Linked DNA regions of Sus scrofa: region 2 is linked to region 1. Evidence: chromatin contacts called from public Hi-C data. All regions are on one chromosome and are shown on one strand. The core of a region is the stretch at or near the end of the contact, and the rest is flanking DNA. Distances in the headings are between cores, read along the strand shown.

Region 1 (3,041 bases), core at 8-2,507:
CGCCACAAAGTTCCTGCCAGTGCCGTGCGCTCCGAGCAGCGGTGCGCTCCGGCCGGTCTCGGGGCGGCTCCCCCGCCCTGCCCCGCTCCACGTCCCCCCGCCCCGCCCGGGGCTCGCGGAGCTAAGCAGAGAGGGGTGAGGGAACGGGGGAGGAGCTCCCCTCGGTTGCCGCACCCCCACGGCCTCTTCCTCCTCCGCCGCCGCCGCCGCTGGTGCCTACTCACTCGCCGCGGCCCGCTAGCCCGCTCGCCCGCTCGGCTCCTGGCCGCCCCACCCCCGGAACCTCGCCTCCTTCCGCGCCCCCAACCGCTCTCCCCCCAAACTTTCCGCCAAGATGGCGGCCCTGAAGCTGAACTGCCGCGCCCCCACGTGACCGCTCTCCCGGCGCTCTCAGCCAATGGGAAGTGAGGAGGCGGCTCGCGCGGAGCCCGGGGCTCTCCGCTGTGCTACCTTTGGGTTGGAAGGGGGAGGAGGGCCTGGAGCGGGGTGGGGAACGCGAAAGGGGCCCGGGGAGCGTCTAAGCAAACCTCTTCGTTTAAAGGGGGAGGCCATCGAAGTGGCTCTGAGGACAAAGGAGTTGACAAACAGACTCTACAGGTGGTCTGGGGGGCCTGGAAGAGCCCGCCTCTACCCCTCCTTCTCTTCGCCCAAACCCGCCGGTGTGTCCAGCGTTTCTAAGCAAGTGGCGCGCCAGGCCCGGAAGGGTCAGGGTGTGGAAAGACCTAACCTCACCTACACCAGATCCAAGACACACATTCCGAGACATCCTTTAATCTCACTAAGCACGTGCTGTTTTCAATTCCTGGGCAGGAGATAGTACTTGGAGCCCCCGGAGGTGGATCCCCAACCTGGAAAAGCGTGCTCGGGGAGGGGTCGAATCCGCCACCCACCCACCGCAGGAGGGAGGAAAAGGAAGGAGTTTGGGCGGGGGGGCGCGCCGTCTCTGCACTCATACACTTTGTAATAATTTTTTTAAAGTTACTATTAGTCCCTCAGTAAAAGTTGGGGGGGGGACTGAAAGAAGGGCAGGTAAAATAGGGATATTCGTTAATTTGATAGGAATTTGAGGGTTTTATTGGAGCATTTTTAAGTCTATGTGATTAATTCCAAGTATAAAGGCATTTAAGAATGGGAAGAGAAAATTCGTTCTTTTTCACTCACTCATTCATTCCCCCTTGCCTGCAACCTCCGCCTAGTCATCAGCCCCAATCTCTGGCGGCGCCTTTAATAGCTCACCTGTAGCTACCGCAGCCGAGCCGCAACTTGGCAGGCACGGCTAGTTTAAGTTTCGATTACACCTGGGAGCGGGACTATGGGAGGGCCGGGACCACGCTCCCTGCCTGAGCCACTCAAGTTGTCGAAAGAGAATCCGGAAAACCTCTCTAAGTCACTCCCAGATCTTCGAGCCTCTTCCGCGTAACAGGGACCTACCTCCCTGCTCTGAGGTGCAGAGAGAAGAATCTGCTTAAGTTTGCCCAGAATTAGTGACAAAACTGGAAATACAGAGATCATGTCTTTCAAATCGAAAGTCTCTTTCCAGCAAACCTGATAGCCTTTCACTGAGACAGTACCCTTGGGCCAATAAAGGGAAGTCCGGGGAGACTTGTAGTGTAACAGTTGTTTAGAGGTTTGCTGACCACAGAGTTTCACTTTTGGAATGCACCTTGGAATCCTAACTTGACCCACTCTCTCAGTTTAAGATAAGGAAACAGAGGTCCAGGGTAGGGAAGCAATTTGCCCAAGAATATAGGCTAATCAGCGGCAGCAGCCCAGAATTAGCTCACCTAGCTCCAGTCCAGGGCTCCTTCCACTGCGATTTTTGACAACTTGATAGTAGTATGCTGGTACTGGCAGCAAATCTATGGTCTCCTGCATCATGGAAGTTTGAGCAACAGGTAAAGCAACACTACAAAGAAGAAATGGGATGGAAAAGCAAAAGGAAGCTCTTAAAAGTAAGGAGCTTAAATAGAGGGATTTTTGAAAATAGTAAAATGGTGGGGAGAGTTAATAGTGAAAATGGCTGATGGCTATCAAGACTTCATTGAGGAACTGCGAATGAAAGGGTTCCATTTAAGGAACTATTCTAAGAATGGAATATCTTCAGAATTTAGGAGAAGGAGGAAGGGATTTCACCCACTGTTCATCCATTGTTCAGGAAATGGAGATAAAAACAGAGATCCAAGCCCTGCTCTCAGGACCCACAGCCTAATAACAAATGGATAAAGGCCAGTGCAGGTTTTTCCAGGGGCCGCTGAAAAGTCAAAAACAAAATTTGTACAAGTTCTCAATGTCTTCCTAGTCCTCCCCTAAAAACAAAGAGGAGGGGGAGAAGGAAAAGGAGACGAGGGCACAAAGCCCTTCCTTCTTGTCATCTCCTAGCCCTATGTGGTCAGCTGTGTCCAGAATGGACATGAATGCAGCTAGCCCTTGTTCCACCACTGGGGGTGAAGACAAGTTCAGGCTCAGAATGAGGGGCCTTTAATCTTTATTCCTCCTTTCTATCCATCCGTACGTATCACTTACCTAGAGCTGCATAACAAATTCCTTAAAGCTTAGCAGCTTAAGACTCAGTTCCTCAATAACTAAAACAGCAATAAACATCATCTCACAGTTTCTGTGCATCAGAATTTCAGGAGAGCCTTAGCTGGATGGTTCTGTTGTGGTCTCAAGAAACTGTAGTCGAGTTGTCTACCAGGACTACAGTCATCTGAAAGCTTAACTGGGATTAAAGGAGGCTCTTCCAGTATGGGTGTATGGCTATTCCAATATGCCAATTCTGACTGTTGACAGGAGGCCTCAGTTTCTCACCAAGAAGTTTTGTCTTTAGAGTTTGAATGTCGTCATGACATGGTGGCTGGCTTCCTCCAGAGCAAGTTTTCCAAGAGAGCAAGGCAACAGCCACAACATCTTTCATGACCTAATCTCAGAAGTAACATTCCATCATTTCTGTAATATCCTCTTATTGGTTACTTAGGTCAGCCTCAAGATACCAGGAGGTAAGAATCATGAAGTGCTTTCAAAGACGCTGGCTACCACATTAC
Region 2 (3,149 bases), core at 568-3,067, 64 kb after region 1:
CATCCCAAGGCTGACAATAGGCTTGAAAGTCAAGGGCTAGGGAGAGAGGATTTTCTAAAGGCCTGGAGGATGGGATCACAGAATTTTATCAGTCCCTCCCGAGGCAGGAGGAGGAAGCGTGGGAGCCCAACCTTCTATTTCCAACAGATCATGGGAAAAGGGAGATGGGGTGGGGGCTGCCAGATAAGCATGTGTCTTCATCTCCCCTCCCCAGGTCCCAGTCTTGGGGGGAGTCATGTTTGCTAGGTCAAGGAGAATACTGTGCCCTCTTGTCAGAGTCTGCAGGGACAACCGCATACATTCCCTGCACACGTGTGAGTATCTCTGGCCACATTAAAGGAGAGGCAGCACGGTGTGGGAATCTCGGGGGCTCCTGGAGGATGATAAAGAACTTAGCTGAAAGTCTGGCTGGGGAGCTGGGGGCAGGGGCAGGGCTTGGCACTGTAGCCGATATCAACGGCCTTTGTAAGTTCTCCGAGAAGTCTAGCCAGGCCTTGGGCCTTGTGGGGCCCAGAGAAAATCCTAGAGGAGCCAAGTCAGCACAGAGACAACTGAGCCCTGGCCAAATTTGCAGCAGACGTCAGCAGCACATCCATCCATTACCTGTGGCCCAGTGGGAGCCCTCAGACCAGCCAACTCTCCACCACGGCTGCACGACAGACTTTCCCCCTGCCATGAGTGAGCCCCGGGTCCACTCCCAAAGGTTCTTGGGTGAAGCATTGGTATTTTTGTAGAAAGCATTCTGGGCTTGGAACGAGGGAAGTGGACTGCTTCCCTTCAGGATTAGAAATATCCTCCAACCCCAAGGCTAGGACCAGGGTGACGCAAGAGAGGCACGGAGGATGCACAGTGTCCGGAGGTGCTCACTGTCAAGGTCACATCAGTGTAGCCTGGGCTCCCCACAGTGTCTCCTTTCATGCGCCCAGGTGCTACCCTGCCTCGCCTAAGCCTGCGCCACCTTGACTTCAGGTAGGTTCCTTCCCTGGCTGCCTGAAGAGGTAACTCAGGCCACCAGGCCTGCTCCTTTAAAAGGCACCAGAAGGTTGCTGATGAAAGTGTCATGAGGTCGGAGTTCCGGTCATGGCTCAGTGGTTAACAAATCCGACTAGGAACCATGAGGTTGCGGGTTCGATCCCTGCCCTTGCTCAGTGGGTTAAGGATCCGGCGTTGCCGTGAGCTGTGGTATAGGTTGCAGACACGGCGCGGATCCTGTGTTGCTGTGGCTCTGGTGTAGGCCAGCAGCTACCGCTCTGATTCGACCCCTAGCCTGGGAACCTCCATATGCCGCGGGAGCGGCCCAAGAAATGGCAAAAAAAGACAAAAAAAAAAAAAAAAAAAAAAAAGAAAGTGTCATGGGGCCAAGAGACCTCTGGGGACTGGGCTCAGAAAGAGAGTGGGCAGAAAACCAAAGAATGAACAGACCAAACCCTTACCTTATGTGCTTTGCCAGTTTCTGGGATGAGAATGACATGACATGACCATTGGCTGCAAGATACAGCTTAGTCATTTCCACCAGGCCTCCAAAGCCAGGACATTTTGGTTTAACGTGCTGTGGGGGATGGTGGCCGAGGCCCAGGACTCTTTAGAAAGGGATTCTAGTTGCACAAAGCAAAGTGTGCTCATGTTCTGTTACAGTCACAGAGACCAAGAGGGTGCGCCTGCCTCCAGCAGCGTGTGAGTGAGCTTGGGGGGCCCCTGCCTGGCCCTGGATTGCTCATCCATGGTCTCACCCAGAAATCCGTGCCCGAGGCAGTGAATCAGAAGTCTGCACCGTGGAAGGCAGACTTCTGAGGAGCATTTGGAACCGATTAGCTGGTTAGTGTGAGCTCAGGGCCCCAGTGAATGGCCCAGTACTGTGTGAAAGCGCGGGGCCTTACACGCTGGGACAAACGCCCTCTTTGTCAGTAATAAGTGACCTTTGTTTCCCTCTGCCCGGCCTCCCCGCCTCCCCGCTTCATCCTGGCCTCAGCCTGGCTCCCGGGTCCTCCAGAAGGAAACCTGACCTGGCCTTGCCAATGGAATTGGACAGCCTGAGCTCCAGAGAGCAGACATGGGGGTGTCACTCTGTGTTTTCATCCAAAGTTGTTCTCACCAGGCCTAGGGACAAGGGCAGAGCTGTGTCCTGAACTGTGTCAGAACATCTTTAAATTCTGGCTCTGTTGTCTCCTTTTTCTCCGCCTTGACATCAGCCAGGAGAGCTGTCAGCCAGCAGAGGAAGAGGAGGGAAGCAGGAGACAGCTCCCCATCACTCTTGGGCTCCCAGTCGCTGCTCAGGGCCCTGTCAGCAGCCTCTGGTCCCAGGTCAAAAATCTCCAGTCCTGAACCACTTTTCTTTAGAATGAGAGGTCTGACTTCTTCAGATCTGCTGGCAGAGGGGACCTGACTGCCCTTGGGGGCTCTGGAGAGGGCGAAGATGGAAGCAGCCACTGAGGCTTTCTAATGAACTAGGCCTCTCCTTTCTCTCAGTCTTGGTTTCTGCTGAGAGAAGCAGCATCAATGACCCATAAAACTTAAGCGCTTTTCCCCTGCTCATTTGCTGAGATCTATTCATCTCTTCCGATAGGCAGCAGCGAACCCATCTGCAAGACACCTGGTCTTGATTTAATTAATGCAAAGCAGAGGAACATCAGGCAGGTAAAAATGTGTAATTGGCAAGAGTGTCTCAAGATTGTCTTTGTTGGGTCCCCCCTCCTCCCCTTTCTAGGCAGTGGGAGGGGCTCTGAAGGAGCCAAAGGCAAATACAGCTTAATTCCATCTTGAGCAATTGCTTCAGAAAGCCCGTGAAAAAAAAAAAAAACTGCTGGCTGTTTAACTCAGCAATTTGAGCTTGCATTTGGGAACATCATCAAACTGTACATGCTTTGATCTTTTTTATGCTTCTGTACATAAGGAAAACCAAGTACACCTAATTCCTGGGCCGTGTTGTCATAAGCATTAGAGACTCTTGGCACGTGGCCACGGGTCGGAGGCTGGAGAGGGGCCGGCTTTGTGGGAGGAGGAAACAGCTGGATGCCTTGGAGTGAACACGGCCAGAGCAGCCAAGAGACCAGCGCTCTGATCCCTGTTCCCCAGATGACACTGGGCAGGACTGCCCCCTCCTGACCTCTATGTTCCAGTCTTAAAATAAGGGGTAAGGTCAGATGATTGCT

The links. A called contact is a pair of places that touch in the nucleus more often than the background predicts.
Region 2: a contact with region 1 is called in a Hi-C map of skeletal muscle, with 4 times the contacts expected there. The contact joins the enhancer-like site here to the promoter of DLG1 in region 1. A contact is called at or near these places in 1 of 5 promoter capture datasets (fetal skeletal muscle), 6 of 47 Hi-C or Micro-C datasets (embryonic fibroblasts, epiblast stem cells, fetal skeletal muscle and 1 more) and 1 of 2 datasets of contacts at active chromatin or transcription factors (skeletal muscle).

Annotation. Positions count from the first base shown.
Region 1 is chr13:132,818,147-132,821,187 of Sscrofa11.1, reverse strand. DLG1 (disks large homolog 1) reads right to left here and starts at 1,257. Exons shown (of 27, transcript XM_021070096.1): 1 at 1,237-1,257.
Region 2 is chr13:132,754,634-132,757,782 of Sscrofa11.1, reverse strand. No RefSeq gene overlaps it. Among named protein-coding and RNA genes, the nearest start is that of DLG1, 64 kb to the left of the region's middle. Within about 2 kb of position 1,817, at least 46 of the 83 cell types and tissues checked have an H3K27ac peak or open chromatin away from gene starts, as enhancers often do. A contact at or near this core is called in embryonic fibroblasts, fetal skeletal muscle and skeletal muscle, where this site is marked.